Linked DNA regions of Hordeum vulgare: region 1 is linked to region 2. The links are chromatin contacts, called in public Hi-C maps. All regions are on one chromosome and are shown on one strand. Each heading gives the region's core, a stretch centred on a gene start, on an enhancer-like site or on the middle of the called end of the contact. The rest is flanking DNA. Distances are from core to core; before and after follow the strand shown.

What was found. Hi-C and Micro-C count contacts between places; a contact is called where the count stands out from the background.
Region 1: a contact with region 2 is called in a Hi-C map of seedling, with 2.8 times the contacts expected there. The contact joins the promoter of LOC123412906 here to the promoter of LOC123411095 in region 2. A contact is called at or near these places in 2 of 6 Hi-C or Micro-C datasets (leaf and seedling).

Annotation. Positions count from the first base shown.
Region 1 is chr7H:596,923,085-596,928,872 of MorexV3_pseudomolecules_assembly, reverse strand. It overlaps LOC123412906, which reads right to left and starts at 2,789. Exons shown (of 17, transcript XM_045105868.1): 1 at 2,144-2,789; 2 at 253-723; 3 at 7-150. The coding sequence starts at 2,770.
Region 2 is chr7H:596,674,787-596,680,724 of MorexV3_pseudomolecules_assembly, reverse strand. LOC123411095 (protein REVEILLE 6-like) reads left to right here and starts at 2,453. Exons shown (of 9, transcript XM_045104022.1): 1 at 2,453-2,885; 2 at 3,680-3,737; 3 at 3,997-4,120; 4 at 4,223-4,378; 5 at 4,461-4,565; 6 at 4,789-4,898; 7 at 5,604-5,663. The coding sequence starts at 2,626.

The DNA.
Region 1 (5,788 bases), core at 1,540-4,039, 250 kb before region 2:
GCTTACCGCCTTTGGTATTGATGCAATTTCTTTGCAAGGAGTTTCTACAGAAGCAGGTCCAATAATAGTGCATCGAACAGATGGAGTCTGCTGGTTTGACTTTGACACAATCCTAGAACTTCGGGTTTCTGTGCTACTGCCTCCATTGTCCTGGAAAAGAGCCCGTAAGTTAAACAAGCTAACTTGCTTGTTGAAGTATACAGCCCCGTGCCGATAACAAACTATAGGAAGAAAGGCATGAATGAGCTATACCTTAGATGACTTGGAAGACGCTGCTAGCTTTTTCGAGCTACTAGACTTCTTCTTCCCTTTTCGAGAACCTGCACTTGTCTTTTCAACATTCTTTTTTGTATTATTTGATGCTCCATCCCCAATGAGTTCCAAATTTATACTTTCCGTCGACACCACCATGAGAAGTCTTCGTAATCTCATGAGTATATTGTCAGCAACAGTGCCAGCTGACATTAATGAAGTGAGAAAGATTGCATCACCGCCACAGTAAGTAATATTGCTCTTTAAACACACTATCTCCTGAAGCACTAGCAATCTTTTTAATTCTTTAGCAAAAGCAGGCTTCTTTTTACAAGACAGAATGCTTGCAACATCGCCGCAACCAGGTTGATTCTTTCTGAAAAAAGACTGCCGTGTACATCCATACAAACTGTCTGCAATAAATGATCCAGAATCGCTAGAAGCAACATCTGATCCTCCAATCTCATTAGCCTGCAAACTTGAGCTATTAGTATGTGACTTAAATATGCTTGGCATAGCAACTTCCTCAGATTAACTGCACACCAATGACACAACTTCAGTGATCCTCTTCCCAACATTAGCGGTATGTAAAACAAGAAGGTATGGGGTGGCAAAAAGAGATGATTGTTCGTGTACACCGTGTCAGCAGGCTGGTCAACATAAGCAATTAGCATATTCAGGATAGCAATATCTTCAGTCGGTATTTAAAAGAAACACTGAATCGGGATTTTGATAAAAGGACGACCAATTTGTCAACCTGCATGTATCTGATTGCCCAAGAAAGACAAACAAATCAATAATGAAAATGAAAGTTTACACATAAGCTAGAGGAGAACTGTGGGTAGGACACACTAAATTGTCCAGGCCAAAAGTAACCTACTTGTGGTCGAACCTATTGTGGAATCTATTATTAAAAGCACTCCTACACAGGATTTACGAAAAGCAAACCATTTGAGTCAACAAGGACTCAAAGTTGTTTTCAATAAATGATTGGTTTGTGATCAGATCTTTGGTTTGTTCAACCTAGTAACAGCAACATGATAATCATCCCTGATGCATTGGTTATGAAAGAGTGTATGGAGCGTCTATGCTTGTAATTCACAAAAGAATGCACATTTTGGCAAGCAAAGTCAATCCGTCGTTTGCCAAATAGTTTAATTATGCAAGTGCCGATATTTTAGCAAAAAGTCATTTCCACCCTCTAAACATGCATTACATAAGCAGAATGCTAGAATGTTTGATATGATCTTTCCAAAACAATATGTAAAGCATTAAGGGTGAGTCTTTTGTTATCTGACAAAATATATCAGTGAACTCACTCTTTTCTTAAATAACTAACATAATCTTCCAATCCATCCTCCACTAGAGCCTCCCAGACAGAACGCTGCACAATTAAATCATGGATCCAAGGGCAGTATATTTGTGCTGTTTAGCTTTTTCTGGAAGGTTTTTCTCAGAGTCTACTTTACTTAAAACAGCTGATTTCAAATATGATGACAATAAGTGAATAACATTCTAGGCATGCAATTCCCATCACTTTTGTGTTTTTCTTCCTCAAGCACATTCAGCCAACATTACTTCTTTCCATGCAAAAATGGCAATTAGCTACCCAGAATACATGGATGCTGCCTCTACCACCCCATAAAACGAAAATTAGTCCTATTTAACTCACCTATACATCCTAATTAGACCAGATAGCAACACAATTCATACAGTCATGTACAATAAGAAGCAAATGTGTTACTAACAGATAAAACTTTGCACTTTGCATGTACAAGCTATATAGCCTGAAATTAAATGCATACATACAACTGAGACAAGCATCGACCATGGAACTCCATAGCCATGAACGAAAAAACATGTCGAAACGCAGTGCGGGAGGGCATATTACCAGCGCCTTGGCACTCTTCCCGAAGAAGGCTCCCGTGATCCTTGCTCTCACCCGGGGCTCCAGCCGCATCCACCAGTCCACATACCCCTTCTCCCTCCAGAAGGCCGTGGAGGCGAGCCCGGCCTTCTCCTTGACGCACCTCCCGACCCTCAGCGCCTTCTTCCCCCCAGCGCCGCCTCCCCCGGCCGCCGCCCAGGACATCCGCAGCGCGATCTCGACCCAGTTGGCGACGAGCTCCTCGATCACGTAGTACCCCTTGGCTTTCAGCCAGGGCAGCTCGGGGAAGTCCTGGGACGCCAATGCGGTTAAATCCAGCTCGCCGTCGCCGGCGCCTGCGCGGAGGAAGGCCCCGGCGGAGATCTCGTCCATGGCGGCGACGAAGGCGTCGAGGTCGGCCAGGAGGGGCTCGGCGAGCGTGAGCGCATCGGGGGTCGGGGAGGCGGGGGTGGCGGTGAAGAGGAGCGCGCGGGAGAAGAGCAGGTCGTGCGCGCGGGAGGCGGCGGCGGCGCGCGCGAGGAGGCCCCGGGAGAGGCGCGAGAGGACGGTGGGGGATGAGGGGTCGGAGGGGGCCGGGTCGGCGAGGACGAAGAAGGAGGAGTGGCCGCGGAGGCGGAGGCGGCGGAGCATGGAGAGGAGCGCGGCCGAGGCGGACGGGGGCAGGAGGGCCGTGCAGGCCGCCGCGCGCGCCGGCGGCGGGAGCGCGGCCAGCCAGCGCAGGATCGCGGCGCGCGGGGAGGGGGAGGCGGAGGCGGAGGGGCTGCTAGGGTTGGAGGCGTGGTAGAGGGAGAGGTGCGCCGTGAGGGCGTCGACGAGCTGGCGCGCGGTGCGCGGCGACGCGAGGGCGGAGGAGGAGGCGGCGGCCATGGTTGGTCGGAGCCGCGGGGTGTGTGTGTGTGTGTGTGTCCGTGTCTCGGTGGCCGGTCGGAACTCGGGGAATGGGGAGGAGCCGCCGCGCCGCAGCCGCACCGCACCGCACCGCTTTTTCTTTATGATGGCGGTGTGACTGTGTGATTCTGTTGTGCGGAGATAGTGGCCATGTTTTTCTTTGTCGTGTTTGGTCCTTTTAGAGCAATCCAACTCAGCGATCCATTTTATTCATTTTATTCGTTTGGGTCATTCGACACAAAAACTGGTCCAAGGGATGACCCAAATGAACGCGCGTGTCCGTCTGGTGTTCGCTTGTTGTCCATCCCGATCTAAACTGGAAGCAAAATTAGGTTATAAATGGATCCGTGACGGACAAAACTGGGCGCTCCCGTCGTCCGCTCCTCCCCTCTCGTGTCCGCCCTGGTCCCACCTATCAGCGGTCCGCCACTCCCCAAGGCCGCTACATGTGGTGTGGGGGCGCGACGGTCGCGCGACAGAGCAGCGCGAGATCGAGAGGGGGAGAGGAAGCAGTGGATTTATGCGCGTGCATCTCGTACCTTCAGGCCCATGTCGACGAACGGGCGGACGGATCGAGCGTCGGCTGTGGTTCGTTGGCTGCTCCACTGGCGATGTGTTCAAGGCGAGGCGGGGCGAAGGGGGCTGGGTTGGGCTGCCTCTGGTGCGTACGCCGTCGTTTATAACGATGGGCGGGGGCGAGGGGCGGAGGGAGGTTCGTTCCTCTAGGGGACTCGTGCTCGCGCCAGATGCGTGTCGGGATCGATCTCGGCCATCCGGTCCGGCAACGCGAGGGAGGCATGCGCTCGGCCGTCCCCGCGAGGTGCGGCCCGGCCCTGAGCACGCGCAGGTCGGCAGTGATGCTAGCGTTGGCCCTGGGAGAGAGCGAAAGGAACAACAGGGCGGGGTCGTCCGCTTTTTTGCATCTCGTGCGTTGGGTTCGTCCACAGGCCGCGCGTGTCCGCCTCATGTCCGCTAGACGGACGGACGACCCAAACGGACAAAAGTGTTGGAAATATGCCCTAGAGGCAATGATAAAATAGTTATTATTATATTTCATGTTTCAAGATAATCGTTTATTATCCATGCTATAATTGTATTGAATGAAAGCAAAGATACATATGTGGATATATAGACAAAACAATGTCCCTAGTAAGCCTCTAGTTGACTAGCCAGTTGATCAAGGATGGTTAAGGTTTTCTAACCATATGCAAAGTGTTGTCACTTGATAACTGGATCACATCATTAGGAGAATCATGTGATGGACTAGACCCAAACTATGAACGTAGCATATTGATCGTGTCATTTTATTGCTATTGTTTTCTGCATGTCAAGTATTTATTTCTATGACCATGAGATCATATAACTCACTGACACCGGAGGAATACCTTGTGTGTATCAAACGTCACAACGTTACTGACACTGGGCTCGGCGAAGTCGCATGGTCCTGCATGTCACGTGGGTGATGCACGTTATGCCAAGCGACAACAGGAGGCGTGCCAGCAGGAAACGGATGAGAAGGTTGTCCTTTTTTGTGCTAAGGGAGCAGGGCCACCGCCAGTTCCCAAAGCAATCCCTAAAGGTTTCCCCTTCAGTGCAAGAAGACTATGACGGGAGGATCGCCAAGGCGGAGGTCAACCCCGAGCCCACCAACGCGTCATGGCAGGAAGCTTTTGCAGGCGAAGACCACTTTTGTCAGGGTAGGCTGCAGTCTTGTCCCCCTTCAAACTGGTCGTTGTGGCAACCCTTCCCGCCTTGTTTCCGAGGGAAGAGGACCGTGGTCAGTGTAAGAGAGGGCAGGCTGCCACCGTAGAAGGGATCAACCCCAACACTAGGAAGAACTGACCCTTGTACTATCTCTCTCTCTCACCCTCAAGCAATCCACACAAGTAGGAGTAGAGTTTTACACCATGAGCTGGCCCAAACCTGGGTAAACTGTCATGTTCGCTATTCTTCTTCCTTAGACCCAACACGCTGGAGTGTCTCCGTAAGGTCGCGAACTAGAGTAGGGCGGGAGAACCCGCGCACACCAGAGTTCGAACCTCTTCGGTCCCTGGAGCCCCGATTCTGATATTTGGCATGCGGGGTAGGGATGCGCTGTGTTCCTGCTCCATTTTGGCTCCAGCTTCGCCAACTCAATGGCTGACGCTCACCGCGTGCGTGCCGAGCACTAAGCGGCCCGCGTCGCCGAGTTCGCGCCTATTTGCCACAACGGCGACGGTCGCTGTCACTCCGCGATGTTGGGGCTACTGCCGCCATCAACCCGGCTGCGTGCGAGAAGCAGGACTCCTCCATGCATCCTTCGGTGCAGCGGGACAGCCGCACCGCTACAGCATCCTCCGCCCACGCCCGCCTGGAGCATGTGAACACGCAGGTCGCGTCGCTCATGGCGCGCGAGCTGCTTCGATACCGCCTGGCGGACGCTGGCTACGACGCTTGGCTGGGCCGCACCATCGAGCTTGTCACTACCACCGAAAAAGCCCATGTGCCCTCTCACTCGCTTTGTCCTTCGCCTTCTCGCGCAGTGGACGTAGTGCACGGAGCACCTCTGCCACCTGCCTTGCATAACAATCCAGTCGAGCCTCGGTGCGACGCACTCTCGTGCAAGCAGCCTCACGGGGCACCTGCGCAGGCCCAAAATTGTCGCACTGTTTGTAGTGCCCCAGATGTAAACCTTGCCATATTTAGAACCTATTGCATGTGGGTCCACCTTGTCAATGATTTGATGTATCTAATTGTGCCATGACTTCATGTGATGTCCTT
Region 2 (5,938 bases), core at 1,204-3,703:
TGGAACCGTTATCGACAATGATAGCACAACGAGAGGAGGATGGATGAGACACGGAGGTGAGCATACCGGGATCGGACACGAAGTGGGAGGAGGCGTCGGTGTTCATCACCCACTCCCTGGTGGGTGCTTGCAGCCCCATGGTCTAGAACTGGTGCATCAGCGCAACCTGGTCCCACGAGGGCGTTGACGATGCCGGTGATGATGGAGCCGGGGCACAGAGCCCATAGCTGGGTTGCACAGGTGCATAGCCGTAGCCATAGGGGACGGGGGCTACCCCATACGGGCTCTGGGCATATAACGCATGCGGCGACGGGTTGTGCCTCGACACGTAGCTGGGAGGCAGGGCGTAGGCGGGCGGCGCTTGGCTGAGCACCCCGTGGCCATAGGGCCACATCTGGATGGTGTCGTTCCACGGGTGCTGCGGGGAGGGCCAAAGAGAAGGGGCGGCCGTTGCGGTCGCAGGCGTCGAGACAAGAGCTACCTCCTTGGCAGCGTCAGCAGTAGCGGCGCCCTTCTTCTTCTTCTTCTTCTTGTATTTGCCAGAGCCCTTGCCAGGGTTGCCAACATTGGTGTAGAGGGTTGTGTCCGTGGTACGAGCGGCGACGATTTTTGCGCTTCATATCCCGGAGCGCGAGCAAGGAGCGACACCGCGCGAAAGAAATCCCTGACACGAGGGAGATCAGATCGGCGGCGGACTCGTATTGCTCGGGGAGGCCGTTGAGGCAGTGGATCACCATCTCAGCGTCCTCAACATGGGAGCCAAGATCCACAAGCCCATTGAAGAGAGACTTGACCTTTTGAAGATAGTTGGGCATGCTCATCTCGCCCATCTTGACATCACAGAGCTCGACCGTGAGGTGGAGCTCGCGATTGATCTTGTGGTCGTTGAAGAGGCCGTTGATGCTGTTCCACAGCGCGATGACGAGAGGATCGTCGCCAGGCGTCATGACGGCGTCGAGGATGCTGAGCGAGAAAGACCCATAGAGCCAAGGGACGACGATGGCGTCGAGAAGAGACCACTCCGGTGTCGATGTAGCGGGGGCGTCGACGTCAAGGTGATCCAGGAGGGCGTACTTGCGGCAGGCGCCACGGATCCTGCCGCCACACGGCCAAACCGACATCAGTTGCATCCATCGCCTTTGAAGAGTTCTGTGTGACCTTTACCGCCACTCCAAGCCGAAGAGCCGGACCGCCTCAACTCCAATACTTGTGCTACACAAAATGCCCCCGAGCTTCGAGCGACGCGGTAAGGGGGGCGTCGATGAGATGGAGGTAATTAACCCGGATGCCCAGCTGATGCAACATGCCCGAATAGACACATATACGTTGTATTTAAAGGCTCACATAGAGTCCAAACATACGATATGAGGATGATTTTAGGGGTTTACTATGTGCTAAATTAGCGACGTTTAATTTGGGAAAACATTTATAAATAAATGATCAACTGTGTCTTTCGCACGCAACGCATCATAGGTTCACGCACCCATGCTGCCTACCTTATCCCTTTTTGTAGCTCGATGCCTACCTTATCTCTTTCCCTATCCGAGCCAAGTCCAATTCTACTACGTCTCCTACCTCTGTCTTGAGGCTTCGCCCGCTCTCATTGCCATGCCTCTTGTCGGAGCAGCCCACGGGGTGGCTTCTGCAGCACCCGACGGCGAGCTCACATTCCACGCATCCATGCTCCTCCGGCCTGTCACACTCCAGCAGCCAATGACTAGTAGCACCGGCGTCGACCCGTAGCTTTCCTGGGCACCGCCTTACCGCTTCCGATGTTGAAAAATATGACGGTGATGCGTCGTCGGTGTTCCGGGAGAGCGCCTGAAGTTGCATAAGAGCGCCGATGCAGCGGCCTCCCGGAGCTGCGTCGGAGCGTCGCCACCTCGCCAGCGCTATGACGGTGACCGCTACGAGGAGCCGACGAGGGGCGCTGCAGCTCGAGCGATGTCGTCTTGAAGCTGTCGGGAGCACCGCCGGAGATGCAATGGAGCAACGGTGGGCCGTCGGAAGCATCGCCGGACGTCGTTGGTCGTGGTGCGTTGGAGCTCCGACCGGGCTGCAACGACGCAGCATCGAACTTGTCGCACGCTTGACGCTGCCGTGGCGTTGATGCAATCCGACGGCCACCAACGCGCATTGATGGATGGACGGACGTGAGAGAATCCGATGGGAGATGCTGCGTCCCCGGACGTGAGAGATTCTCTTTGTACGAACGAGAAACGCGGCCGTCCCTTGCAAAAAAAAAAAAGGAAAAGAAAAAGGCTGACGCAGTGGTACACGTGGCTCGCGATCGCGCGGGTCGGCGCGAATCGCATCGTGCCTCGACCAATCCGGCCGACCACGCTTGTGGCCACGGCTGACCGGAGGCGGGCGGAAGGCCCCAGAGACGTCTAACGACCCGACCGCAGACACACCAGAAACAAAAGGAAATGGGTGACCCGACCCGACGAGCCTGCCAGAGAGAGACCACATCGTCCGTTCCCCAAGCAGCCGAGCCACACCCACACGCACGCGCGCCGCAGAGAGAGAGAGAGGGAGGGAGGGAGAAAGGAGGCGGAAACCCTAGCCACCGCAGCGCAGCGCAGCTACCACAGGCGTTCGTTCGTTCGTTCGTTCAGTCGTCGGATGGTGTCGATGAGCACGACGCCCAAGCCGCTGGAGGCCGCGGTTGCTGCCGTGGGGGGAGGCGGCGGGGACGGCGGAGGAGGGGGGAAGGGGAAGGGGAAGGAGCAGCAGCTGGCCGCGGGGCCGCCGATGGCCGTGCCGGCGGACGCGGCGGCGGCGGAGGAGGCCAGGATGAAGGTCAGGAAGCCCTACACCATCACCAAGTCCAGGGAGAGCTGGACCGAGCCCGAGCACGACAAGTTCCTCGAGGCGCTGCAGCTGTGAGTCCCCCCCATTCTACTACGTCTTCTAATTGGTTCGTCTTCGTCTGATTTCGGCGACTGATCGTGGTGTCGGTCGGGGATCCGCTCCACGGAATGTGATTTTTTTTATTTCTGTTTTTAGATTTAGATTTGGTCCGCGCGTCCGCTCCACAAAAACGTGATTCTTTTTCCGCTTTACAATCTCTATACTACCTTGGATTGGATGGAGCGTGTCGATTGCTAATTGGTTTTGCTTGCTGGCCCCAGGCACTGCCATACCCGCTTAGCATTTTGGGTTGTTCATGTAGCCTTCCATTTTTGGCTCGTTTTCTAGCTCAAATGTGCTACTGTATAAGTATACGGGGCTTGGTTCAGGGGCAGCAGAGGGCGTGCACATACTCTCACAAAAGGCACATGTGTTCTATTGGATGTTTGTTCCGAGACGTCGGGGAGGTTATATTGCACTTGGAAAAAGAAGAGAGACGGGATTTATGTTTAACTCACATGTACTCCCTCCGTCCCAAAATAAGTGTCTTAAGCTTAGTACAAATTTGTACTAGAGCTAGTACAAAGTCGAGACAATTATTTTGGGACAGGGGGAGTAACGTTGTAACACGGTAACACCACAATTGTCTACTTTTGGTTTTTTATTGGAGTACATGGTGTGTATCTGCAGCTGGGAAGAGAGCAAAAAAATTTGTGATTTTGATAAGGGATTCAGCTACATGTATATTAGTTATAGTTTGCGAGTATGTAACTGGCAGTATTACTATAAAGGGATTCACCTCTTTTCTTTTTGTCTGTTATTATAGGTTTGACCGTGATTGGAAAAAGATAGAAGCATTTGTTGGCTCGAAAACTGTGATACAGGTATAGTTCGTGGCTATCTCAGCACCTACAAGTCCTTCGCAAATGCTAATTGAACAAAATTCGACCAGTGGTGGTCTAGGTTTTTAGTGTACCAAACATTATATAGGCATCATTCAACTTTTGGTGCACTTAAAGTTACAAGTGAAACACGTTCAGTCTGATTGAAAATTTTGCATGATTGTTTTGTTTACAAATCACAATATCATAAAGAAAATCGGTGTGCTGAACCTTCTTGCAACACCGCGCATTTCTGTAACAGATAAGGAGCCATGCACAAAAATACTTTTTGAAGGTTCAAAAGAACGGTACAGGTGAACATTTACCACCGCCTCGGCCAAAGCGTAAGGCAGCACATCCATATCCACAGAAGGCCTCTAAAACTGGTACTTACTGTCCATGTTTCTACTTTCTAGTCTCCGGCACGAACTGTTTATACTTCAGCAGTTCAGCGATTATGCTAACTAAACTTTGTTTAGCCCCTGTAGCATCCCAAGCTGTTTTATCACAACAACCTCCTCTCCCTCCTCCGAGGGATCAAGATGGTGTTATTATGTCTATGGACACATCTGCGGTTGTCCCAAACACAAATGCAAATGCCCTGGTGCCTTCCTGGGACAATGCTCTTGTTCAACCTACACAAGGTCTGTTATTCACTATTGTCATAATACCCATTGAAGACTAGCACCTTATAAAGTAAGCACTGAAAGTTCACATATTTGACAGTTACAAGTGCTGTTGCAACAAATAACTGCTCTAGCAGTATAGAGAGCCAATCTGGAACGTGGCCAACCTCTGAAGCAGTTGAACAAGAAAATGTGCTGCCTCGCGGTAAGTTCGATCTTAATGCAGCATTCACTGTGCAAATCCATCCTCGCAACTTTTATTTTGGCCAACAGCTTAGTTCTTAACCTACTATGCCATGCGCGATATATTTTTCTTGCTGAAATAATATCTTAAGCTAGAGGGCATTTATCGCTAGAGATATCTCTGTGAGACTGAGTCTATTACTTGCTGCATTCTTACGTCTGCTGCTCCCTGCTTGCATCTGCAGCTATGCCAGATTTTTCCCAAGTATACAACTTCCTTGGAAGCGTATTCGATCCAGATACAAGTGGGCATTTGCAGAGGTTAAAGGCGATGGATCCGATTGATGTGGAAACGGTATGTATGCTGTAAGGACTACTGTTTTATTAGAACAGTATTGCTGTTTCAAAATTATATTAGCTTTGGAATCGTCGATCTCTTCCTTCAAGATTGAGATGAATCGATGTCGGTCGATGGTGTGAAAACACTTCCTGATGTCGAATTCCAAAAACCAGCGAGAGGTTCCCCACTCTTCTTTGATCCGTCTGAGGGCCGAGTGGCAGACTTGACCTATTTTAGTACAATTAACCCCTGCACGTTTCTATGCCTAATTGCCGCTCCATTTTCAGTACAGGCTGTAGTATTGGCAATAGTTTTCGTGTATAAATGTTTGCTGACTCCCAAAGTGGACTATAATAATCGTGTCTTTTTATTTAAATCTAGGAGAGATTGTTTCTGAATGTTTAGTCATAATTCTCTTATCTAGCAACTGTTATTAGAAGTTACAATGTTTTTTAGAGTTTGTAAATCTTGTAGTAGTGTGTGAGATAGGTGGAGTACCAAGAAGGATCACCTACTTTTGCATTTAATAAGCAGTCCTTAGTCCCGATGCTCTCATTCCATCTAGTTTTTCTTTTAAAATTTCCTCATGTACTGCATTTCATCGTTATCCATTCACGACTTGTAGTTCATGCGTATGCTTATTTGTATTATTTTTTTTCACACAAGCTTTTCCGGTCCACTTCCAATTAATATTGATCTGTTGAATTGACTAACCTACAGGTGCTACTGCTGATGCGAAATCTATCTGTGAACTTGATTAACCCAGAATTTGAGGCACATGTAAGTTTCGTTTCTTCTTTCCTCGCCTTACATTGATGTTCTAATGCTCTTTCCATACTGTCGTTGTGCTTGACCAAACCATACTCGAGTGCAATGATTACAATGTTAGTAGTGTTTTCAGATAGTTTCATCACTGTCGGGTTACCTCAGATTCGTAGGACTTCCTAAAATTCCACTTTATGCTTCACAGCAGTAACGTAAATTGACCCCCCCCCCCCTCTTAGGTATTCTGATTTCAAAGCCATCGGTCCTTGCCAGTGCACAGTGGGCTGAAA